2 separate regions of the Pan troglodytes genome follow, and region 2 is linked to region 1. Evidence: chromatin contacts called from public Hi-C data. All regions are on one chromosome and are shown on one strand. Each heading gives the region's core, a stretch centred on a gene start, on an enhancer-like site or on the middle of the called end of the contact. The rest is flanking DNA. Distances are from core to core; before and after follow the strand shown. Region 1 overlaps LOC104004893 (a long non-coding RNA gene). Region 2 overlaps LOC104004893 (a long non-coding RNA gene).

Evidence for each region. Hi-C and Micro-C count contacts between places; a contact is called where the count stands out from the background.
Region 2: a contact with region 1 is called in a Hi-C map of induced pluripotent stem cells, with 2.3 times the contacts expected there. The contact joins two enhancer-like sites. A contact is called at or near these places in 2 of 7 Hi-C or Micro-C datasets (induced pluripotent stem cells and stem cell-derived neural progenitor cells).

What each region holds. Positions count from the first base shown.
Region 1 is chr12:104,353,100-104,359,752 of NHGRI_mPanTro3-v2.0_pri, forward strand. LOC104004893 (a long non-coding RNA gene) reads right to left here. Exons shown (of 12, transcript XR_010149624.1): 12 at 4,900-6,653. Among named protein-coding and RNA genes, the nearest start is that of RDH14, 41 kb to the left of the region's middle. Within about 2 kb of position 2,887, at least 3 of the 24 cell types and tissues checked have an H3K27ac peak or open chromatin away from gene starts, as enhancers often do. A contact at or near this core is called in induced pluripotent stem cells, where this site is marked.
Region 2 is chr12:104,485,652-104,492,304 of NHGRI_mPanTro3-v2.0_pri, forward strand. It overlaps LOC104004893 (a long non-coding RNA gene), which reads right to left. Exons shown (of 12, transcript XR_010149624.1): 6 at 4,660-4,807; 7 at 3,944-3,998; 8 at 3,415-3,680. Among named protein-coding and RNA genes, the nearest start is that of RDH14, 170 kb to the left of the region's middle. Within about 2 kb of position 3,135, at least 2 of the 24 cell types and tissues checked have an H3K27ac peak or open chromatin away from gene starts, as enhancers often do. A contact at or near this core is called in induced pluripotent stem cells, where this site is marked.

The DNA of each region.
Region 1 (6,653 bases), core at 1,637-4,136:
AGACGGCAACCACAGGGAGAAAGTAAGTGGGAGCCAGGCCACAAGCCCTTGATCTGCAGGCAGGAGGAGCCTTGAAGACGGAGGAATGGTGGAACTGAGCTGGGTATGCTCAGGTTCTGATCCCAGTTACTCCTCTTCTCCTAGGAAGAGTGAGTCAAAGATGGAGTCAGGGGCTGGGAATGTTCCTCCATCTTTTCTCCTCCTAAAGAGAGTGGTGAAACTCTCGACTTTGCCTCTCCTCTCTGTGGAAATAGGAGGTACGGGTAAGCATTTCTCCCTAAAAATGGTCATGATGATAGCAGGCAGACATTTAAGGACAAAAAAGAATCAGAGGAAACTGTATGTATAAATTGTACATATGCATGCTTGATGTGTGAAAATGTGGAATATGTACGTGGAAGGGGGTGCACCCTGGTGCATGAGGCCTGTGGTGCACAGAAGAAACTAGAAGAGAAGAAGGAAAAAATGATATTGCCAGATTTTGAGAGCCTCAAATTCCAGGCTTAGGAGTTTGACTTTGATCATCAGGCAGTGAAAATCTATGCCTTTTATTGGAAACATAACTCTAAAGCCTCTGCCTGCACCAGCATAGCAAGCAGTTCTTGTCATGGCAGAAAAACTGGCCTTAGCCACCCCCTCCACTTGACCTACTTGTGAGCAATCCTAGGTGGAGTCTCCTGGACTCCAGAATAAGATCATGCCGCACATTCACCTAAAATATATTGCAGGAATTCTGCAGCCAAATATCCTTGACATGAATACAGAAACAACAGAAATACAACAAGCAGATGACTGAGAATTGGATTCACTAGTGGGGATTTGGAGGTGGCAGAGTGCAGCCTGTGGAGTGTTTGGCCCTGAGGGTCACATCATTCTGAGGACAGGGCAGAGCTACAGGTGAGCACTTAGTGAGGGTCAGAGGTAGCATGCAAACATGAGCTTTGGACTCATTAACTCAAGTAAGAAACAGCACTGGGGGAAATAAAGGCTGACCCATCAACAGAGGAATTATATTCAACTCTGGCGAGAACCACGCCAACAGTCCAAGCAATTTAAGAGATGTACTTAACTAGTGTGAGGAGGAGTCCTCTAATTTCTGTCTCCAAATTGGATAGCATGGACTCTTTATATTTATTCAGCACACTGCAGTGTGCGAAGCCCTTTCACATAACATTACTCATGAGTTGTCACAAACAGCTCTGTGAAGCAAGGAGAGCTAGGGGAGTACAATCCCCATTTTAGGAAACTGAAGCCATGAGTTCCATGAGGAGGTCTCAACTCAGGCCAGCTCTCCCTCTGGCTCCACTGTAACCTTGTGGTTTTATTGATGGGGGCTTTCCTTGAGGAAGAAGATGCAGGAGTTGATCTGGCTCATCAGTCTGTCCCCCTGTGGAGGTAGAGGCTGGCGCTAGAGAATATTGTTACGGTCCTTCATCCTATAAGGTACCATCCACATGTACTATTTCCAAAGTGACTGAATTTGCTTAATCCAAAGTGGTTAAGTAGAATGACAAACAGAGATGGGGTGTTAAAATTAGGGTTAACTGACAAGATTAAGAACGTCCTATACTGCTAGATTTATTTTCCTCCTTTCCTGGTCTTTTAAATGGGCCTAAAATATATAAAAGTGGATACAGAGATACAAATTGGTAGCTCTAGGGCCAGAAGATGTTTAAACTAGTGTTTTAAAAAGCAATAGTTTGAACATCAAATTCAAGTCATGTACCTTCCAGTTTGACAAGGTTTGTACCATTCCCTATTGTCTTATATCAGACCCACTTTTATTCCTTCAGTCAGTCAACAACAACTATTTACTCTACGCCTGTTCTGAGCCGGGCGTTCCCCCATAATTACATTTTCATTGCCTGCCTGGGCCCACACACACTTGAATAACTAGTCTCCACCCTAGACCACAATCGAGGGGAGCTCATGTTTGACGAATGCTCCTTTATTCCTCTGAGTGTAACCTCCGTACCTGAAGTTTACATCACCTTGAAGCTAGGGTGTTGTAACTAATGTTCACCCTGGGTCTTCAGAGATTGGTTTTTCCAAAGACTCTGCTGTTTTTCCTTTTAAAATCCCAGAGCCAGAGGCAAATGGTAGGCATTCCTCTCCCCAGAGCCCAAATAGGTGGCTGAAACCTGGAAACTTTCAGGGACTTGCCAAAGGCCCCAAAGGTAGCAGGGAGGCCTCCCAAAAGGACTGGTCCTCTTGATTCCAAGCCCAGAGGTAGATCTCCTGTCCTTGAGGGGCTTTGGTTTCAGACCCTGCCTGAGAGAACAAAAGAGACTTCAGTTGTCACATCGACACAGCCCCGAGCTGCTCTATTTTCTAACTTGGCTGGCTTTCCCCGTGTGCTGTTTCACATCAGATACCTCCTCCCCCCACTTTCCTTCAGATGATTGGTTGAAATTAAATATCCTGAAATTACATTGAAGGGGGGGGGGCGCTAATACAAAATTTTAATCAAAATACAAGCTTAACAGTTCCCAGCCTTTGAAATGTGAAGCAGACACTGGGTCCGCAGGGATGCCCCGACATGTTCTCAGGTGTGAAGTTAGCCAGGGAAGGGGCCCACTCTCTCTGAACATGAGAATTGCAAGTAAACCAGCACATTGCAAACTCAGGATTTCCAAATGAGGCAGGGCCTTCTCTCCCTTTCCATAGCGTGCATGGGCAGGCTGGCCCAGAGGGAAGTTCTCACTGAAGACACTGGAGGAGAAAGGGTCCCTCGTGAAAGGGTCTGGGGGTTCTCCCTGCCCCACCTGGCTTTGATCCATAGGTATGCCATCCAGGGCCTGAAAGCTTAGGAAGGAAAGGACTGGATAAAGGAGCTTGCAGGGGAGGCAAAACCCCTGATACAGCAAGAGAGCCACTCTGATGGAATGAGGCAGACATCGGGCGCCCTCTGGTGGCACATGCCCCACCAGACAACACGGAGGCTTTCTCCCTGGATTAACTCTATAAATAGAAGGATGATTTATTAAACAGATTTGAGGCTCATTTGAGGCACTGGGCCATGATTGCTTCGGGGCTCAAATAAGGAGGTGCTTAGGACCCTGCCTCTTATGCAAACACCTGGACTCACTTAGCAAGTCACTAGCATGATCTACATTACAAGTGCATCGGACACTGTTGGCTCAGCCGTTCCCAGCCAGGAGATGCCAAATTCCTCATATATAAAAGGAGCTTTAGTAACTCAAGCAAAATAAGCACACTTTTCCCCCCACTGCCTTCCCAGAGACCTAGGCGGCAGGGTTTCTGTGAGGATACACAATACCTTGTTACAAACCATGTAATGTTTTAAAAAGTATCTATCTGACAGCCTTGGCTAAAGCCAGATCTTCTATCTCGATTACTTCAATATGTCACATCCATATCGCACCACAGCGTCCAAGCTTTCGGAGCCAAAGCCTCTCTGTCTTGTCCAACCTTCCCATCTGGAAGCAATGAGCTTAATATTCTGGCTCTCCCCCCATAAAAGCTATGTCACAAAAAAGTAGCAGCCTGTGAACTGCGTTAGCCCCGCAAGACACACCAGAGCTCCTCATTCTCTGCAGGCTCTGTTCAGTCACATTTTAAGGCCCTCCCCTGCTCCTCCCCTCCCTTGCTGCCCCTGTCTTCCAAACAGCCTGAGATGCTCAGCGCAGTACCAGGAGGACAGGAGTGAACTGACAATCATTTATACTTTAATCCTCCTTTATGACATTTTGAGGGATGCAGCTTAAAATATCATGGAGGCTGACAGACTCCCTCTGGATAAATGTGTCTGCTAGAGAAGAAGCATTGCCTTACAAGGACCCTACTGTTTCTGGTGACCCATCAGAGACCCAGCTTTGAAGCCTGTCTTGTACCACGTCTCCCACTCCCCTTACCTTCTCCAACACTGCCGGAAAGTCTCAGTTCATGGTGACAATGACCTTCCGTATTGCATGTGCCTTAGTCATTCATTGATTCACTTACTCATCCAATTTGGATTGACTACATGGCATGTCCCTTTCCATGTTCTCTGTTTCATTGCAATGTCAAATGAGTCCCTGGCTCCCAGGAGCCTGAGTCTGTGAGGGAGACCAACCCCACTCCAGAACCATCAGATGAGTGTTCCTCAAAGCATGTTTCATGGGTCACTGCTGCATGGGAATCTTTTGGGTGCCTGTGAAGCGTGCCTACGTCGTGGCCCTTGCCCAGGCCTCCCAAAAGAGGATCACTGGACGCCAGGCTTAAGAATGTGCATGTTTAATAAAATTCTCCAATAAGTAATTTCTACACACATTAAAATCAAGAAACTCACTGAGTTAGGTCAGATGAAGCAGCAAATGATGTTGCGCAAAATGCGAAAAGAGACCGTGTGTACTGAAGACAGAACTTGGGCTTTGCCTGGAAATGATATAATGCCGCTGCTCGGTCCCAAGTCCCTAGGTTTTGGAAGATTGGTGTGAGTGGAAGTCACCCTCCAGCGGAGCACCTAGGACTTTGGCTCCTTGACTGTTCTCCTTCGCCTGGAAGCTTCTGGGGGCAGAGGCCAGCTTTCCTGTGTTGAGTTCTTGGGAAGGGCCTCTGTGTCCTGGAAGGGACTTGAAAGAGCAGCTCATCTAAGCTCTTCAGTTTGTAGGAAACACATCTAGCTGACCAAGGGAAAGTAGGCTGTTCGAGGTCACACAGTCACTCAAAACAAATTTATTTAGGCTAATTCTTTGGTTTGGAGACATCAATACTTGGGAAGAAGCCAAGCTCATGTTTCTTAAGGCCTGTATTCTCCAATGTCCTAACGCATTACCCATTCACTGAAAAAGAATACACTAAAGAGTTTGAAAAAGTGCTCATCCGAGAGGCATTTCACAGATGGGGTTCAAGTGGCCCCGCTTCCACAGGCGATATGCACAAAACCTGCTTCCTGAAATGCCGTTTGGTTGCACTGGAGTTAACCTCTTTTTGGTAAATTAGTTCATGACCTGGGAACAGTTAAATGAAACTGTAGGCACATCAAGAGGAGGTTATTTGTGTTCTGTCTTTTTTTAGCCCAAGTCTCTGATGTGTTTATTTGGAAGCTTGGCTCACACTTACTATCCCACTACTTATGGTTAATCCTGTGTTTTCTTTGAGCTACCTTTAAATCCACGTCAAATGAAAAATACTGCCTGATTTTGAAGTGCGTGGTATTATAAAAAGAATCCCAAGGTTTATGATCTCAAATTTATTGTCAAATGTATTTACTTATCATTTTCCTTTTCTTTCTTTTTTTTTTCCTGACAGAATTCAGCCTAGAAGTTTTTCGTATGAGTCATGATGGAGCAGGGATGGGAGATGTTATATAGTGCTTCCTGGGGAACTCTGTGCTACCAAAGAGCTGCCCATAGAGAGTGTTCCTCAGTTACAGCCTCTTGAAAAGCAAGTTAGTTTCAAAGGGCAGGGACCACATCTGATTCACCCCTTTGCCATTAGTATCTAACACTGTGTTAGGCACTCAGGGGCATTCAGTATGTGTTGGCTGGATTAGTGGCCACTGAAATGAACATGAAGCTGGCGCTTCCTTTTTTGTTTTTATTGAAATGAGCTTTTAAAGAGCTGAAATAGTTTTGTTATTTTTTATATGTCCATGATACAAAAAGACTAACTTTTAGAAAATAAAATGTTCTTTTAAAAACAGTTTTATATTCAGTTAAATATTCTGAAAATGACTAAAATTGTATAAATATACACAGGTATCTGATGTTTGCTTTGTACTAGTTATAAAGCAAGATTCAAAAAAAGAAGGTGGCTTTTTATAACAATTTTTTAAAACTTAAATCTTTTCAGACATGGAATCAACCCAGGTGCCCATCAATGGTGGATTCAATTAAGTCAATGTGGTCCATATACACCATGGAGTACTACACAGCCATAAAAAAGAATGAAATCATTTCCTTTGCAGCAACATGGACACAGCTGGAAGCCATTATTCTAAGCAAACTAACGCAGAAACAGAAAAACCAAATATGCTCACTTATAAATGGAAGCTAAACATTGGGCACACATGGACATAAAGATAAGAACAATAGACACTGGAGAATACAAAAGTGGGGAGCAGGGTGGGGAGGGTGGAAACAAACTGTTGGGTACTGTGCTCAGTACTGAGTGACAGGATCAATTATACTCCAAACCTCAGCATTACACAACAGATCTTTGTAATAAACCTGCACATGTACCCCTGATTCTAAAATCAAAGTTGAAAAAGAAAAAGAAAACACCCCAAATCCTTTTCATCAGAACTGTTCTTTTTTACCTGTTTTAGGAATCAGGATTGGTTAATTTTGGACTTTGGAGTATTCTCAGTAGGACCTGGAGGAGCTACCATGTCCTCCACCAAGGCACTAGGAAAGTCAGCTTCTTGATGTTTAAGGATGAATCAGGTGGCAGAAATCATAGTGGCACCCCCAGCTGTCCCTCCTTCCTCAGCTCTGTGGCTTCTGTCATCTACAAAGGACTGTGGGTAGGATGTGAGGCAAGGATGAAAGATGGAAGAAGAGACAGAGGGGAAGAGAGAAGGGAATCCACCCACTTTCACTCTCTTTTCCCAGCCACCCTGGATACCAACACACATACGCTCAACATGGCATGTGAAGAGACACAAAACACTTTTGCTTTTGCATGTTATACGATGGCTTTCACTATGT
Region 2 (6,653 bases), core at 1,885-4,384, 130 kb after region 1:
GGCCCTTTTTTGATTAAATTAAGATGGATTGAAAACCAAATCTTTCCCATATAACTACATGAAATAAAGTCCCTTCCTACAAGTCTGACTGACATGAAGTGGGGCCTCCAGAGAGAAGCTCCCCTGCTTCTGTACAGTTCTGCTGATTCGTGGCTGAGTATTGAAATCTTCTGGTTCTTCTCTCATGATCATAGGTTTGTTTCTTCATTTACCCATTTTCAAAACTCTTTGCAAAGATCTTTTACAGTCGTGTGTCACAGGATAAGCAGAAAAAGTTCTACGCCTTTTAATATGTTGATGAACGTCCAGTGTCCTGAATCACCCCAAACACACAAGACAAGTAAAAACAACAACAAAAGAAACCCAGCAACACATGTAAGTCTTAATGTGCATATAATTTAGTATATTCTTCTATTTGGATCTTTGAGATATGCTCCTTAAAAGTTGGACAGCTCTTGATGTATAATTAATAAAAGTGGTCTTTTCTCCAATCTCACTTGGGTAACAGTTTCTTGAACTGATCAACCTTCAATCTGCCAAGGATCTCCATTTGCCTCAAAGATATTTATAACCATTATAGCAAAAATGTGAAGTGAAAGGAAAAGGTAACTTCTGATTCTATCTCAAAACTATAATTTAATGGCAAACCCCATCTTTAACATGGCCTGGGTGACTTAAATATAGAGTTTTTTGTTTGTTTTGTTTTGTTTTTTGTTTTTGTTGTTTTTAAGACAGGGTCTCACTTTGTCATGCGGGCAGTAGTACAGTGGCCCAATCTTGGCTCATTGCAACCTCCGCCTCTGGGTTCAAGCAATTGTCCTGCCTCAGCCTCCCAAGTAGCTGGGGCTACAGGTGCATGCAACCACATCTGGTTAGTTTTGTATTTTTAGTAGAGACAGGGTTTCGCTGTGTTGGCCACGCTGGTCTCAAACACCTGATCCTCAAGTGATCTGCCCACCTTGGCCTCCCAAAGTGCTGGGATTATAGGTGTGAACCACTGCATCCAACCAATGTAGGGTTTTACATAAGGAAGACTGATTGGCCTAGAAGAAGAAGAGGTGAGAACCTGCCCTTTGTGGTGATTATTGGGCAAAAAAGGGAGAAAGGAGAGCAGAGTGATCAAGCACTGGATGTTCTGAAGAAGGAACATAGACATATCAAGAAAGGGCTGGTGTGCCAGCAAAGGTATGGGATCAGAGCAAAGGCCAGGGTCAGGCCTTTGAGGCTTGAGCCAAGCAGTGTGGACCCAGACTCCAGCCGAGCAACTACTTTACAATCAGGAAGAGCAGAGGGTTGATATCACACCTCACAGATACCCTGCTCCCATAGCCATCAACACAAAATCACAAAGACACAGCCCTCTGCCATAAACTCAGCTACCAGCTTGGAGAAAAACAGAGGAAGAAAGAAAACACCCAAAAGCTGAGAGTTTATTTGGATTATTGACCAGAAAGAGAGTCATTTGAAGAGGCAGCTTTAATTATGCAAATGAACAGAATTGACCAGAGAGGGGCATATACAAAAGATGAAATCAGTTATCAAAGAACAGTAGATATATATTTTATTTGAATTTATTTATTTATTTACAACTCTAAATATGTTTGTGGCTTGTTATGATTATTGAAATGCACTAATCATTGTATCTGTGTATTAAATGACTTATTAAAATTACCTAGGGCTGGTACAGCTTACTGCAGATCCTCAGGAATATTTTAATATATTGATTGGTGTATCTATTATTTATGTAATGCACTATTTAATCACTTGGTTTCTTTTAATGGTTATTTTTATGTTAACCTTTTTATTTATTGCATGTGATACTAGTTTTCCAGTTATAAAAATGACATAAAGTTTCCTCTTAAAATTAAGTTTTTTAAAAAAGAGTTGATTTAAAAAATATTTAATAAATAATAGTGCAAATGGATAGCAGACATAGCAACAACTATAAAGTTGGTATCAAAATGTCTGAAGTTTGAGAGGTGATACTCTAATGAAAATTATGGGATCTTCATCCACAAGGAAACTTGAAATGTGCACAAGCACCTAATAATCCTTTCGATAACTGGAAGCAACAGCAACAGGCTGGGCCTGTTAAGGGAAGGCTGATTGGTTAAGAAAATCATTCAAAGAATAAAGGGTACTCACATTGGAGCTCTTTTTATGTGCTGATGCTTTACATATATGGTTCTAATTTAACCTTTACAGCAGCTCTGTGATTATATTTTAAATGAGTACACCAAAGGCCTGAGAGTTAAGAGATGGATCCAAGTTCATGTAGCTAGTAAATAGCAAAGCTGAAATGTGAACCCTACTCCCTAAGAGCCAAGATATGGACTAAATCGAAGAGTTGAAGTTTGTCACTGAGATTCATTAAACAGCTATCCAAAACAAACAAACAACAAAAAACAAACAAACAAAAACAGCTGTCCCAATAGTAGTTGGGCCTATGTCTGTCTCCTTTCAGATTTCTCAAACAGCAACTGGATGTTGCTGCCCCAAGGGATGAAAAGGAGGAAGACAGTCCCTTCTCCAATAAGTAAAGAAGACGACTCAGAGACCTTGACCTCTGAGACCGTGCACGGGATGCACCTCAAATCACCAGGGTGTGACCACTCATGGGCAAATAGCATGCGAGGTTTGTCTGTTGTGGTCATCCTGCGGCTAAACTAGAATCCTAGCCTGGGGAGAGTCAGCAGTAGTGTCTCTTAGTTTATAATTCATTAGAAAATGTCAATCCCCACTTCTTGGGATAGTTCAAGGGTATAGTGACAGGAATCTGAGTCGGCTACTGGTCGGTTAGGTCGTTGGTTTCACAAGCAAATGCTTCCCCCTAGTGGCTATGGCTGGTCATTGCATGTGCCTCCTCTCAGGACTCACTTCTGGAAAACTCTAAGGTGACTGTGCAATGTGGGTCACAAACAATTCTCCCTCACCTCCTACCCCCAGTAACTGCCCCACCCTGTTATTCCTCAACAGTCCCTCTGTGCTTGCTGGACTGCCTTTGCGCCTCCCGCCCACCCTTCCCAAGGTATACTGGCTGCTTTCCAGACTTCCGGGTCCCCTCATCCAGGACACTGGTTCTTCTCTCCTGTGCCTGGACCAGGCGGACAGCTCTTTCTGAGCATCTGCAGACCCTGAAGCTTTGGGTACAGCGCCCTCTCCTGCTAACTTCAGTTTCACGCATGCAATTGACTCGCCCCCAAAACCGGATTGGAAAGTCTTCTCCAGACTTTCTATCCCTTAATGCAACCAGCCTAGAGAGGACTAGGCCTGTGGGTTAGAGGGATTTTATTAAATGCTGAACTCTTTTAGGAAGATGACTGAATCAGTCAAGGTTTTTCAGAGAGATAGAACCAATAAGCTAGAAAGAGACAGAGAGAGAGGAGAAATGATTAATTAAGGAGATTGGCTCACTTTGTAAGGAAGGCTGAGAGGTGTCACAACAGGCCGACTGCAAGCTGGAGAACCAGGAAAGGCAGTTGCATGGTTCAGTCCGGATATGAAGGCCTCAGAACCAAGGAAGCCGATGGTGTAACTCTCAGTCTCAGGCCAAAGGCCTGAAAGCTGGTGGGTGGTGGAGGTGGTAGGGACAGGGAATGCTGGTGTGAGTCCTACAGTCCAAAAGCCAGAGGAACTGGAATTCTGACATCCAAGGGCAGAAGGAGAAGGGCATCCAAGCTCTGGAAGAGAGAGAGAACAAATTCACCATTACGTTGCCTTTTTTTTTTTTTTTTTCCATCGGAGCCCTCAGTGGAGTGAATGGTGCCCCCACATTAGGTGAGGATGGCTCTCCCTTATTCAGTCCATTGATGCAAATGCCAGTCTCTCCTAGAAACATCCTCAGAGACACACTCAGAAATAAAGCTCTACCAGCTAGCTAGGTGTCCCTGAATACAGTCAAGCTGACACCTACATTTAACTATCACAATGACTAAGAAAGTACCTTGATTTCAGTAAGTCATCTTCTGAGACTCCTTTTGCAGCCGTACCCTGGGATCCTACAGGAAATAGAAGAGGAGAATTGTGTTTCTCTGAAACTCATCGCCTCTGCAGTATGACCCTGGGCTACACTTCCAGATAAATCTTCCCAAAACTATCAGCACTTACTCCAAGAACTCCAGCCCAAAGGAGCCAATCACTGCTTCCCACTTCACTGACACCCACCACCCTGTCTACTTGAACCCTCTTAATTTCCCAAACTTCTAATCATTCATCAAAGTTCAACTAAAATGCTTCCTGGTCCACAAAACTGTCATTATTCCCTAAGGCTTCATCCTGAGATATTTCCCTCCTCCCATCTCCCTATTTGTTCTGAGACTTTCTTTAGAACAATTGTCACTTTATTACCACTACTGCTGCTATTGTTGCTATGGCTAATTCTACTCTTTACTCTTATTTCTTTTTAAATTTTATTTTAGGTTAAAGGGGTGCACCTGCAGGTTACCTGGGTATACTGCATGATGCTAAGATTTGAGGTATGAATTCCTGTCACCCAGGTACTTAGTACCCAATAGTTTTTTGACCTTTGCCCCCTCCTTCCCACTCCCTCCAGTTTCTATTGCTGCTATCTTTATGTCCATGAGTACTCAGTGGCTAGCTCGCAGTTATAAGTGAAAACACGTGGTATTTGGTTTACTGTTCCTGCATTCATTCGCTTACAATAGTGGCCTCCAGCTGCATCCATGTGGCTGCAATGGACATTATTTCATTCTTCTTTATGGCTGCATAGTATTCCATGGTGCATATGTATCACATTTTCTTTTCCAATCCAAGCAAAGTCTACTCTTTATGGCTTTCCAGTGGTTGGCTGGAGGAAATAGGAAGACTATGAAGGAGTCAACTGTTCTGAGTGGGGACTAACCCTAACATAAAATTCAGGAAAACACTGGGCAGAATATGATTAATATTAGGAAAAAGAACATTGCCATAATAAGAATATATTCATGCTTATTGTGTGCCAAGTGTTAAGCAAAACATGGCTTACTTAATGGCTTCTTAAATATATTCCCCCAAACCCAATAGAACACGCATAAAAGACCCACTTTATAGTTAAGAAAGCTGAGGCTCCTAGAGATAAAGTAGCTATCAGCTAATTGTGGCCACAACAATGTGGGATAACAGCCACAGAACTTTACTGGCCTACAATGATCTGCCTTTATTTACTCATGGGACAGAAGGCTGAGGCTGGGCTGATCTCAGCTGGGTTTGGGTGTTAGTTTGCTAGGGTTGCCATAACACAACACCACAGGTTGGGTGGCTTAAACAACAGAAGTTGATATTCTCATAATTCTGGAGTCTGAGGGTTTAAGATTAAGGCCTGGCTGCCGGCTTGCTGTGTCCTCACCTGGTCCTTTCCCTGTGTGTCCAAATGTCCTCTTATAAGGATACCAGGCATATGGATTAGGGATTCTATTGGCCTCATTTTCACTGAATCACCTTGTTAAAGGCTCTGTGTACAAATATAGTCACATTCTGAGGTACCGCGTTAGGGCTTCCACAGATGAAGTTGGTGGGGGCGGATGTGATTCAACCGTCACAGTTGTTTGTGCATTTGTGGAGAAGCTGATCCTTCATCCATCTGTGAATCAGCCGGAGGCTCTGCACCTACTTATTCATTAATTCATTCAACACATACTGAGGCCAATTGTGTGGAAGGAGCTCATGAGGTACAGGAGATATAATCGTAAATTACACAAGCTTTCTATACTCTTGTAGCCTCATGGGGGATACAGACAATTGCAAAAGGTTATCTTAAGAAATAATAGAGTAATAAACACAAGCAGTGGGTATTAGAGTCTTAGATTTGGCTTCCTGCAGGAAGTGACACATTGGAGCTGGAGCCTCGCTCCCCACATAGAGAACAGAACAGAACACAGCACACCTTCCTAGTATAAGGTAATTGCTTGGGAAAATGTCTCATTCATGCTTACACCAGTATGATGCTTAACATATGGACTAACACATAATAAGCAGTACTCAAAAAATATTGCCTAAAAAGACCACAGAATCAGTTTGGGAGGGATCAAGGACCCAGTTTTTAAGTTTTTTTTTTTTCTCTCTTGTTTATCTAGGTATCAAAGAAGAGGTAAGCACAAAAAAGAAGTTGTTAACAAGAAAAATTGGGCCTTTTATCTACCACACTGAGATTAAATAAAACTGATTTGAAAAATAACTGAAAGTTATCAGATGAAAGTAGACACATAAAAATAAATACTATAACACTATCGGCACATATGGAAGACAGGCCTGATTTTTGTCCAAGAATCTGGCATTTTTCAAAAGTGACTCAAAATTAGGAAAACCAGAATCATAAATAAAAAGGCTGATAAACTTGTCTACATATTTTTTTAACTTTTGCATGGTAGCATACACACATACATACACACACACACACACACACCTGTGAGGTTGACATTTAAATAATAATTTTTAAAAAAATAATTGCAGCATATATGAAAAAAGAGTTATATTCCTAATCAAAGACCTTTCAGAAAATAACACCCAAAAGAAAAGTAGACAACTCAGTCTATACTAAAAAGAATTATGATAAAAAGTAAATATATGATACATATAATAAAAATGTTAAGTCTCACTATGAATCCAAGATATGTAATTAAACACAAAAGACATACTTTATCATCTGCTGGGAAAAA